Regions from separate parts of the Zea mays genome. Here region 2 is linked to region 1. Evidence: chromatin contacts called from public Hi-C data. All regions are on one chromosome and are shown on one strand. Each heading gives the region's core, a stretch centred on a gene start, on an enhancer-like site or on the middle of the called end of the contact. The rest is flanking DNA. Distances are from core to core; before and after follow the strand shown.

The links. Hi-C and Micro-C count contacts between places; a contact is called where the count stands out from the background.
Region 2: a contact with region 1 is called in a Hi-C map of ear, with 2.6 times the contacts expected there. The contact joins the promoter of LOC100280349 here to the promoter of LOC100191494 in region 1. A contact is called at or near these places in 2 of 25 Hi-C or Micro-C datasets (ear and leaf).

The regions. Positions count from the first base shown.
Region 1 is chr9:27,241,796-27,248,030 of Zm-B73-REFERENCE-NAM-5.0, forward strand. It overlaps LOC100191494 (oligopeptide transporter 9), which reads left to right and starts at 3,386. Exons shown (of 5, transcript NM_001136926.3): 1 at 3,386-3,685; 2 at 3,773-4,254; 3 at 4,691-4,788; 4 at 5,312-6,140. The coding sequence starts at 3,550. LOC103638156 (pentatricopeptide repeat-containing protein At5g08510) reads right to left here and starts at 2,830. Exons shown (of 3, transcript XM_008661137.3): 1 at 1,849-2,830; 2 at 853-1,675; 3 at 17-659. The coding sequence starts at 2,787. The coding sequence ends at 1,580.
Region 2 is chr9:27,586,152-27,592,108 of Zm-B73-REFERENCE-NAM-5.0, forward strand. It overlaps LOC100280349, which reads left to right and starts at 1,924. Exons shown (of 6, transcript NM_001351833.1): 1 at 1,924-2,135; 2 at 2,269-2,508; 3 at 2,713-2,779; 4 at 2,875-3,083; 5 at 3,174-3,320; 6 at 3,507-3,796. The coding sequence starts at 2,305. The coding sequence ends at 3,629.

The sequences.
Region 1 (6,235 bases), core at 2,136-4,635:
TAAAATGCAAAAGGACAAGAAACAAGACCATTACCCCGGTTATTTCAACAAGAGAAACAGCGACAAAAGTAGAAGGAAGATGCTGCGTCATGTTCATTTCGTCAGCATTTACAAGTCATCGTCAAGCATCTAACGTTATGGTTATGCTCCTAAAGTGAAACTGACCCGGTGAAATTGTTCTTTTCTTCCACAATCACATGGCAATTTCTGAACGTTGACCAGTGTCCTTCTGGAAGTGTCCAGTCTGAGCAGATCTTTCTGCTTGTTTGTGCCGGTGCGTTCACACCTTAAGAAGCAGCAGTCATTTCCAAGTTTGATAGAATCCAGACTGATCCATAGTGCACAAATGAAGTGCTCAGATAAAAGCTGTAAACTTGTTCAACATATGAGCCGCAGCTATATATATAAAAGAAAACTAAGGAACACGGTAAATCCAATGAAGCATGCCAAAACATATACTGCAAAGGCGGACGGGGGGCATGTTTGCCTTGCTTCCAAGGCTGCACCCAATATGAGGGTGCGCTCCAAACCACGGCTGCCAAGTGAAGGCAACCATGAGAATATGGTATACAACCCCGGTCATTCCTGCGTCATAGTTCCAACCAATCTCATGCATAACCCCACAGTCTGAAAGTTCCTCTAGTGTCTTCCATGATGATCTGCCACGGTAAACACGACAAGTTAGTGAGGTACTTAGATAAATGCAGCAAAGCAGAAAGCATACACTACATGAAAACTAAACCACCAAAGCATATAAGCTTTCTTTGTAATAAATTGTTCTCCAGTTTCATTTAATAACTTGCATGTAGGATCCAGATTTTCATAACTTAAAAGAGAAGCAGAGGAATTCACCTGCTTTGGGTATGTCATGCAATGATATGCTTCTATCTGTCTGGTGCACTTGCACCTCTGAATTATTCATTGTAAGAACAAGAGAAATGACCATTTCGTAGTAGAGGAAAAATCCATTGATATTCAGGTGGTGCATTCACTTGATATGGAGGATCTGAGCAAGAAGTCCATGACCAATCTCAAATGGTTTTCTCAGTTTCTTCTCCCATAAATAAAAGGGATAGAAGATGGTGACGTTAAAATCAGCTTTCCACTTCAGGATTTTCCAAGCTGACAAGCTTCATGGCCAGCGTGATGCTATCCAGGGCGTCATATACCTTCTCAGATCTTGGATGCGACTTATCTTCAACCAGGAACTTGTGCATCCTACCATCTAACTCAATAAAGCTGTACCCAGCAGATTTCTTGTGATCTTTTTCCTTTAGCAGCTTCCACACCCGGGCAACACCGTCCCATTTGCCACATGACGCGTATATATTCGAAAGAATCACTAGGTTAGCTGTATTGTGTGGCTCCAGGTGCATTAGTTTTTCCACTGCTATTTCCGCTAGTTCAAAGTTGCCATGGAAGCTGCAGGCTCCAAGCAGGGCTCCCCAAATTACGGCGTCAGGCTCCATTGGCATGCTCGCGATCAGACTGTCAGCTTCTTTTAACAGGCCAGCACGCCCCAGCAGGTCAACCATGCAACCATAGTGCTCGATTCTTGGCTTAAGACCGAACTCCCCTCTCATCGAGTTGAAGAGCAGCTTGCCTTCATCCACCAAGCCTCCATGAGTACAGGCCAAAATGACTCCAACAAATGTAATGCCATCTGGTTTTGCCCCTGTCATCTAAACAGAGTAAAATCAGCTCCAGCCCTACCAACTACGGTGCATAATCTGGATTTAAGGTTACTGGTCACTAGTTTGGTGCTTCGAAGCATATTTGGTCAACCAAGCTGGATGCAAAGCGAATGAAGCAGGGATAAGAAGAGAAGTGCAAGCAAGACATCCTCACCCTCAGTTTATGAAACAAGGCCAGCGCCTCCGTCCAGAGGCCATGCACGGCAAACGCCATGATCATGGAGTTCCAAGAACAAAGATCCCTCCGCGTCCCCATGCCCCGAAACACCTTCCAAGCCCGGCGGATGCTGCCGCACTTGGCGTACATCTCGACCAAGGCGTTGGCGACATAGACGTTCCTGAGCATCCCTCTCCCCCTGGCGTAGCGCTCCACCTTCCTCCCCAGCGCGAGGGCCCCGAGCGCAGCGCACGCGGGCAGGACGCTGCTGACGGTGAGCTCGTTGGGCCGCACCCCGGCCCCGTCCCACATGTCCAGGAACGTGCGCACCGCCTCCTCGTGCCTCCCGTTCTGCGCGTAGCCCGACACCATCGCGGTCCACGACACCACGCTCCGGTCGGGCATTCCCGCGAACAGCCGCTCCGCGTCGCCCACGCGCCCGCCTCGCGCGTACGCCGACAGCATCGCGTTGCGCGCGGCCGCGGCCCCGGCCCCGGCCCCGGCAGGCAGCTCGTCGAACGCCCTGCGGGACTCCGCCAGCAGCCCCGCCCTGGCGTAGGAGGAGACGAGCGCGGACGCGAGGAACGGGTCGCCGGGCGCCGCCGCGGCGTGGCCGGACTTGGCCAGCAAAGCGTGCGCGCACGCGGCGGCCGTGGCGGTGGCGGAGGAGAGGAGAAGCGTGAAGGAGAGCGGGGTGAGGACGCGGAGGCGGTGCGCGCGCGCGAAGCAAGGGAGCAGCAGCGGGTGGCGCGCGGCGGCCAGCGCGTGGAGCAGGCGGTTGTGGAGCGGCGCGGAGGGCGGAGACGCGGGGCAGGAGCCGAGAAGGCGCGCGGCGTAGCGCAGTTCCCCCGCCGCCAGCACGCGCAGGAGTAGCGGCTGCAGGCGGCGCTCCCCACGGCGGAGCAGGCGCGCGTGCAGCCGCTTGGCTTCCTCCATCGTCGCCGTCAGAGGGGTTCTGCCGATGGGCCCCGCCTCTCGTCCCTGCTGTCATCATGGATTAATCGCACCGAGATCTGAGTCTTAGCCCATGGGCCGAGCGTGTTGTACGACTCCATTCTGGCGTCCTGGGCCTGGGCCTTGTCTAGTGAGTGGTCTCGTCTCGTCTCGTCCATGAGTTATGAGTATACGATTGTAATAATTGTACTAGTTTATATTTTGGTCCATCAAAATAAAACTAGGTCAAGTGGCCCATGGCCATTCATTAGCTAGCGCTGGACTGACAGGGACCGTAGCGGCAAGGGCCCTCCCTAGCTGCTTCAACGATTCAGAGATTCCCTCCCCTTGCTTCTGAATTCTGATGGCAACGAGGAACCGTCCAAAAGGGCATATTCATCTCTCCCTTCTCCAGCTAGTCTGATGCGACGCAATTGTTGTGACACGACGGCACTGAAGCGTCTGAATTGTAAACTACTACGGAGTACCAATGAACCTACCAACCACGAGCATATTAAATAAATTCAAATTCATAGAAAAATAGAGACGTTGCTTCATGATGTGCACATGTGAGAGGAGACGGCATCACAAGGACCTAACACGCGATAGGTAGCAAGAATATGAGCGAGTTGGCACGTAGATATTTCCATAGACATCCCTGTCCCACAAAAAAAATGCAGAAACAGAAAAAACAGTAGTGCAGCAGTATTAGCAGACAGCAGGGGTGTGCATGTGACCCCAAGAGGCCAGGACAGGTAGGCGCACATGCCACATCCCCCGCGAGCAACTACTACCATGGCATCCTCCCCTCCACCTCCTCGCCAGGAAGAGGACCAGCAACGGGAAGAAGGGCACCACCATGGCGACGGAGGCGACGACGACCAGATCACCACACCGCTCCGTAAGCACCTACGATCCTCCTCGTAGTTGATTGGTTGATTCCCTGATTCCCACGCTTCACCCTGCTAACTAACGATCGATGTTGCAGTGGTGGAAGCGGCGACGACGTCGTCGCCGTCGCCGTCGGAGGGAGACGATCCAGAGAACTCGCCGATCGAGCAGGTGGCGCTGACGGTGCCGGTGGGCGACGACCCGTCGACGCCGGTGCTGACGTTCCGGATGTGGGTGCTGGGCACGGCGTCGTGCGCGCTGCTGTCGTTCCTGAACCAGTTCTTCTGGTACCGCAAGGAGCCGCTGACCATCACGGCCATCTCGGCGCAGATCGCGGTGGTGCCGCTGGGCCGCCTGATGGCGGCGGCGCTCCCCGCGCGCGCCGTGCTCCGCGGCACCCGCTGGGAGTTCTCGCTCAACCCGGGCCCCTTCAGCGTCAAGGAGCACGTGCTCGTCACCATCTTCGCCAACTCCGGCGCCGGCACCGTCTACGCCATCCACGTCATCACCGCCGTCCGCGTCTTCTACGGCAAGCACATCACCTTCTTCGTCTCCCTCCTCGTCGTGCTCACCACCCAGGTAGGTAGGAAAGCTGGTGCAAGGGGAATGCGTGTGTGCAGTGCGCGGCTAGCTAGCGCCACTGTCCATATGTTTGGTTCACGGATACGTAGAGCCTGACCACATGAGCATATACGAGAAGAACCAGGCTCCTACTAAACAGGCTAAACATATACAAGAGACTCTTGTTTGGTTAGCTGTTTAGATTCATACAGAAATGTGTGTTCAGACTCACATATGCATGAACTCAGCCTGTACATGCAGCGATGCTCCTCACGCGCGCACCGAGAGAGCCTGGCTGGGAGTTAAGTTTTGCATGTCTAGAGCCTGGTTGGTCCATGCAGCAAACCAAACAAGAGATGCTTTAAGTATCCGCGACTGCATATACTTGGCAGATGCAGGGAACCAATCATACGATGTGTGTGTCTCTCGTCACGTACGTGTTGTGTGCACGCAGGTGCTGGGGTTCGGCTGGGCGGGAATATTCCGGCGGTACCTGGTGGAGCCGGCGGCGATGTGGTGGCCGTCTAACCTCGTGCAGGTCTCCCTCTTCAGGTACACCACAACTCCCCAACCGTTTCTGGCCAATATGTGTGTTATACGATTATTTTAATTTTGGAGCAGAGGGAATACGATTATTTTGTATCAGCTCTCTGTTTTTTTATTTGTTACGCTTTAGATAAAAAATGAACCAGCGAATAACAAATATTCGAGAACGAAAATAGTAGAAGCTATCATTGATTAGTTGATTGTGTACTGCTTGATTGGATCTACAATAGGGGTGTGAGCGAGGAGAGATGTGGTAAGCAATGTGTGTGTTTGGCGTTCTGATTCAGCATAAAGACATAAGGACGTCGCCAAGGTAGACAATGGCGCGTGGATCACGTGGCATGGGATATGCCACGTCGGCTTGGAGCTCGCTTGCATCCAAGGCCGAAAAGGGACTATTCAAGATTCTTACAGATTCATACGGATGTACATTATTTGTTTTGTTTTGCCACTAAAAACTCCAGTGGTGACAAGGAAGTTGACACAAACACACTGGCCTCCGCTCCGCACGTGTGTGCTGGATCACCAGGGCGCTCCACGAGAAGGAGCGGCGCGTGAAGGGAGGCATGACGCGGAACCAGTTCTTCCTGGTGGCATTCGTCTGCAGCTTCGCCTACTACGTCTTCCCGGGCTACCTGTTCCAGATGCTCACCTCCCTGTCGTGGCTCTGCTGGGCGTTCCCGCGCTCCGTGGTGGCGCAGCAGCTGGGGTCGGGGCTGAGCGGGCTGGGCGTGGGCGCGGTGGGGCTCGACTGGTCCACCATCTCCTCCTACCTCGGAAGCCCGCTCGCCAGCCCCTGGTTCGCCACCGCCAACGTGGCCGCCGGCTTCGTCCTCATCATGTACGTCATCACGCCCGCCGCGTACTACTGGCTCGGCCTGTACGGGGCGCGCAGCTTCCCCATCTTCTCCGACGGGCTCTTCACCGCCGCCGGGCAGACGTACAACATCTCCAGCATCGTGGACTCCAACTTCCGGTTCGACACCGAGGCATACGAGCGCAACGGCCCGCTCTACCTCAGCACCTTCTTCGCCGTCACCTACGGGGTCGGCTTCGCGTCCCTCACCGCCACGGTTGTGCACGTCTTCCTCTTCCACGGGAGCGAGATCTGGCAGCTGAGCAGGTCAGCGTTCCAAGAGAAGAAGGTGGACGTGCACACGAGGCTGATGAGGAGGTACAGGCAGGTCCCCGAGTGGTGGTTCATCTGCATCCTCGTCGCCAACGTCGCCGTCACCATATTCGCCTGCGAGTACTACATCGAGCAGCTCCAGCTGCCCTGGTGGGGCGTCCTGCTCGCCTGCGCCATCGCCTTCTTCTTCACCCTCCCGATAGGGATCATCACAGCGACGACGAACCAGGTACCCACCCCGACGATCTCTTATATTAGCACTACATGCATATATACAGCTAGGTGAGGTCATCAATTGGAGTATGCACGCACGCACGCACGCAG
Region 2 (5,957 bases), core at 674-3,173, 340 kb after region 1:
AAAGTTTATAAATTTCAGATTTGCCTATTCACCCCCTCTAGGCGACTTTCAACTACTACACATTGTGCAAGGGTAGCAAGTGGGCTTCGAGAGAGATGTAATAGATGTTTTTACTGTAATAGACGTAAATATAAACACACATGTGGTATAGTGGTAGCTACGAGCATATTTGCTTGAGGGGTTGTGGGTTCAAATGCCCTTGAAGCCATTTGTGTTTTTTTAATTTAATTTTAGCTAGGCGTGAGATGTACGTTGACAGAACATGAGAATGGACTGTGCGGGGAGGGGAGAATGAGAAAGGCAGAACAATAAATGAGAATGACAACTGTGCAGGGAGAGGGAATGGAAAGACAGAACATGGAATGGGAATGGAAGAACACGGTATGACAACCTACCCCTTACTGCCTTAATAAGTGGTAGAGATTGGATAAAAAGCTAAACAGTAATATAAAATAAGCACCTAATAACATGGGGAGCCGACAAGAAGGAGGTCAGCTTCGCCATGTTTGCCACCGGGATCGTCCACGGCCTGCAGCCGGACGCGCTCATGATGGTCCTGCCGGCGCTCACCCTTCTGTCGCGCGCTGCCGGCGCCGCGTTCCTCGGTATGTTCTTCATCGGGACCGTCGTCTCCATGGGGAGCTACACCGTCCTCATCGGCTGCTTTGAGACAGCGCCATGGTCTTCTTGATCCCATCGCTCTATTGTTGTTTTTTCTGATGCTGTTAGCCTGTTAAGGTCTTGTTCGGTTATTCCTAATACACATGGATTGAGTGAGATTGGATGAGTTTGAATCTCAAACAAGTCAAACTTATTCTTAATTTTTTCCAATCCCATCCGATTCATGTGCAGTGGGAATAATCGAACAAGGACTAAGTAGGAACGGACTTGGTGTGAGTGAGGATGTCATGTTTTATTAGGATTAGTGAGTGAACTGCATTATATTAGGTGCTCTTCGGATGAGTAATTTGCATACAAGTGCTATGGCTGCTCAAAATGTATTATTGGTTTGCGCTACAGGGATCGGCGCAAGCTTGAAAGCAATCCAGACCGATGTGCTCTCTTAGCCTGAAAGCAATTCAAATCCATCTGTTTCCTTCTGGCTGTGCTATGCTGACACATTGTGAACTGCTCAGGAAGGAATATATTGCAACACTCTCTTTTCGGTTTCCCATTCATACAGAAACGGTAGTTGGACAGAGAATGAGAGACCGGGAAACGGGGAAAGTCGACAGTTTGCCAATATGGATAGATCCTGCAGAAGCTCTCTCTCTCTCTCGTCTAGGTCTAGGAAGAAGCTTTTGTCTTCATGAATGAAAATGAAGCAAAAAAAACAAACAAACAAGCATTACACTTAGATAGCCCATTGGACAACTAGTCCAGCCCATCTCACAAACTTACTCCTTGATAGCGAACCACACACCACCAGCCAGCCCTCCCCCCCGCCTAGCCCAACCTTGCGTCTTCCCCGTGGCCCAACTACTAGTTGGCATTGGTGTCCCCCGCCCCTACCGCTCCCACTCACACAGAGTCACGCTTAGAGATGGCAGTGGGTACGAATATTCTCGTTGGGTGTGGATATGATGGAGTTTTATATCCGCGGGTACGGATATGGATACTATATGATATCCACATGTAATAATTTCGCAGGTATGGATATCGGCTATCCATATTCGTCACCCGATGGACATATGACATGTGGACCCAAACAGTGGACGCATCCTAGATCCCAACGGCTAGCGTCCAGCCTCCTTGGGGTTTCTACTTGTTCACTGAATCACTACTTCGCGGGGTCAGCCATCAACGCGTCAGCAGCAACTAGCAAGGCGCCAAGCGGCCCAGGACTCAGGCCAGCTCCAAGCGAACAGCCTACGTACGGCTCTATACCTCTCGCCCTCTGAGTCTCGCGCGGTCAGTCGGTCTCTCTCTCTCACTCTCTCTTGTCTCCAAGTTTGTAACCCTAGCCGCCAAGCTTGAAGCTCCAGCCGTGCTCGTGTAGGGCTGCAGGCCATCCGAGCTCCGGCTTCCGGCATCCACCAGACGTCCTTAGAATACGGTGCAGCGAGCAGCAAGTCGCCGAGCAGCCGAGCCACCGCCGAGCAGCCGAGCCGCCGCCGAGCGCCGAGTCTTCTATGGTAAATTAAACAGGCTCGGATAAATTAGTGTTTCAATTTAGAGTTTTGGACAGGATTTGAAAAGATTAATCACGCTCACGGCTCACGCACTTCAAACCCTAACCTGACGGAGGTGTTTGCTTCTCGGTGGAAGTTTGCTTCTCCGGTGAAAGGTGTTTGCTAGGGGACCATGGAGGAGCACGGAGCGGAAGACCTCCTGTGCGAGGCGATGGGATCTGCGGCGCAGGTCGTGGTGGTAGAGGATTGCGTGGAAGCACCGGGGGCCTTCGTCCTCCACCTCCTCCTCAAGCGCGCGCTCGCCGGCTGCGGCTCCGCTGCCTTCCTCGCCCTCGCGCAGCCCTTCTCCCATTACGATCGCGTCCTGCGCAAGATGGTACCGCTCGCCCCCCGCCCCCTCTTCACCTCACCGGCATTTCGTCAAACACGTTTTGTGCTTACCGGCTTCATGCCGGGCTGCCTATGTTAGCTTCACTGTTACAACAGCGTGCATACTGGAAAATGCATACCGGATTGCTCTAGTCAAAATCTACACATTTGCATTTATATCCATCTTTTTTGGTCTTCGGGAATTTGCCAGGGCTGTAACCTTTCCCTGCATAGGAGGAATGAGAGGCTTCATTTCTTTGAATTGCTAGGATTCCCAGGCAAGCCGTCATTTTATTGCAGTGTGCATTTTTCAGATAATGTTGGGCGATTCCTAGTTAGGGAGGTGCCATTCAGTACGTTTCTTTACCTGCAGGTGGAGCAAGGGAAGGCACCATTGCTGATAGCTTTGCTCTATTGTACAATGAAATTCAAAGACTGGTGGAGGCAAACAGGGCTGGAGAAAATGAAGGCCAGTTCACCATCGTTATAGACGACGCTTCCCTGTTGGAAGTCGTGGCCCTTGGTTCTGTAAGCGATGTGCTGGATTTCTTGCACTATTGTTTCACACTCACGTCTGAGATGGTAAATTATTGACCAATCAAACATTACAGTAACTACTGCTGATGGCTAAGTCATGGTCATGTCTTTTACACTTTATTCATGTCCTGACAGAATTGCAAGCTAGTGATCCTCATTCACGAGGATATATACGCAAATGAGGAGAACATGGGTCTCCTTTTACATCTGCGCTACATTGCGGATCTTGTGATTAAAGCAGCACCTTTAAGCACTGGTTTGGCTGCTGATGTTCATGGACAGGTTAGGCTCCGGATCCTACATATTTGTTTAAGTTTGAGATGTAACATGATGGCTTAGTTGGTTTCTTTTCGTTGACCTGGTAGGTTGATGAATTTGCATTACTTGATCTTATCTTCATGTTTAACGTCTTCCATTTTGCCCTGAGACAAATCTTTTTATTCTGAAGCGGTTGAAATGTTTCTGCAGCTGGCGGTTGTGAACAAGGGTACATTCAGCGAGCAAAGGGCAAAAGCACAGAAAGTTTGGAACTTCCATTTCAAAGTGAAAGAAAACGGTGCTGACTTCTTCTATCCAGGGAGTAGACATTAGGGAATACTTGTATACAGTAGAAACAACTCTGGTTGTGATAACTGATAACCAGTGCTGCTATTCTTCGTGTACCTTGTGCTAAGCACAGTAAAGTTTTGTCCAATCCTTCATTTCACAATTTTGTTTGTGTTCAAGTCAACATAGCTTACAAAGTGTTCGCCACAGCCAAGTTCATTGAGCTTGATCTCGCACAAGAGACCTATTTTGCATCTCACGCAACAGTCACATTTCTTTTTCAAGGAAACAGGGAATGCAAACCCCAACTTGTTTTCATTTGGAAACATGATCTTTCCGCCCCCAATCTGAATTTGTTCAATGCAGCTGCTCATTGGGAGAACCGATTCTGATACATGTCATTGCCACTCCCACTTACAATGCCACCTCCACCGATATTTTGGCTCATGGTACCATTAACATGCTCTATGTTTGGTCTTGCAATATTGGCGACAGCGCTACTTCCATTCTGCCCATTGCACCCAGTATGACCAACTGAGATACCCCTTCACACTGTAGTTTGCAGCATGTCCTTCAACAGGAGGATCAAACACATCTGATGAACCACACTGAACATGCCAAAGCCTTGATGCCATCCTTTGGTGATTGCAGAGGCAACCAGCGAGTGATTGAGGTTCTCACACATGAGATAACAAACTTGCTGAAGAGGTCTGAGAAGAGGCCGCAGAAGCTATCCATGGAAGATCCATCAGAGGATTCAAATTTTCGAAAGAATGTCCAGGTGACAATAGGACCTTATTCATCGTTGGTAGTTACAAGTTAACGAGTGTACTTTGTTCGTCCCCCCTGTTTGACAGACAAAATACTTGGCTGTTATGTGCAGTGTTCTCTTGCTATGGACCTGCAAAACCTATCATTGGGGTTCTGGAAAAAGCAGTCATCATATTCAAAGGAGCTTCGGCAACAAAAAGAGGTTCCCTTTCTGTTGTCATCAGATAATTAGATGCAGATCAAATGCTTGCCCAACCCTGAGTGACATGCTTTTGTTGGCGAATACCTTTTACATGCTGCATACCTGATTGTGGTGGTTCTTTTTATCTCTGCATATAGCATGAGGAGTGCCTATAGTAACTTATGTCAAATATAAAAACTCGGACGGTAGAAGAAAGACCGCCACACAGTATTAAGAAAAGCAACTATCTTGCGTCTGGGTTTCAGGTGTCAAAACTTTATGCTCTCTTGACTTTCAGGTGTCAAAACTTAAGAAAAGCGACTGGGGCAGTAAAATCTTTGTCCAACCCTTGAGTTTACTGCTTACAGCAGGCACTGTCTTGTGCCTTTATGCTCTCTCTCTCTCTCTCTCCCCCCTCTCATATGTCACAGGTAGCTGTATGCATTATGTACCCAGTCGTGTTTCTTAAAATAAAGAAAGCTAGCTGTATGCATCGGTACCTGAAGCTTGCAGTCTAATGTGTTGTGCAGGCTGAGAGGAAGCAGGAGAAGAAAGGGTGATGTGTGCCACTGTCCTTGCCATTCTGATTTTGGAGATCATTTTCTTCTGACATACATACCTATCTCGTCTTAATGGTTGATGGATGGCAGCACTTCTCCGGTCATGTGTAGTCGGGAGATGCAACGGGATCTTGTGTGGGGGAAACAGCCAGCAGCGCTGGTGCTGCTGATCATTGTTTACCTGCTGATTATTATTGCTGCCTGCGCTCAGCCCGTGCTGTGTTTGGGAGCTCGGAGGCCGCCCCTGCCCGTGTGGCTGGCATGGCTGGGTTTTTGACCAACTTTTTTGCAATTTGGCCCTTTTCGAGTTTTTTTCCCACATTTATGCCCCTGGCAGTTTCATTTCAAAAAATGGACCCTTAGCTCGGCGCCGTCATCATTGGCGCCGAGCTTGTGTGTGCCGGCGCCAATACTATTGACGCCGGACAATCTGACCTGGCAGCCGACGTGTCAGGGGGTCGGCGCCATAGATCTTGGCGCCGACCTCCTGGCATCTGCGCCGCCGCCCCCGCGTCTGCAAAATTCGTACCAAGGGGTCGGCGCCAAGATCTATGGCGCCGACCCCTTATATTCTGAGCCGCCCGAGTTTCAACCAAAATTTTCAAACCGCGCCGTCGGCCTTCTATCCCTCTGCCCCTCGCGCCGCCGACGCTCGCCGACGCCCGCGCCAACCGGAGTTTGCGCGCCGCCCCTGCTCCACGGTGGTCGCGCCCACCGGAGCCCGTCCGCGCCGCCCCTGCTCCACGGCGGCCGCGACCACCGGAGGCCGCCCGCGCCGCCCCCTGCTCGACGCCGGCGCGCCGTCCCGCCCCGCCCCTCCCCCGGCAAGCGCCCCGCCCCCTTCCAGCCAAGGCCGCCGGC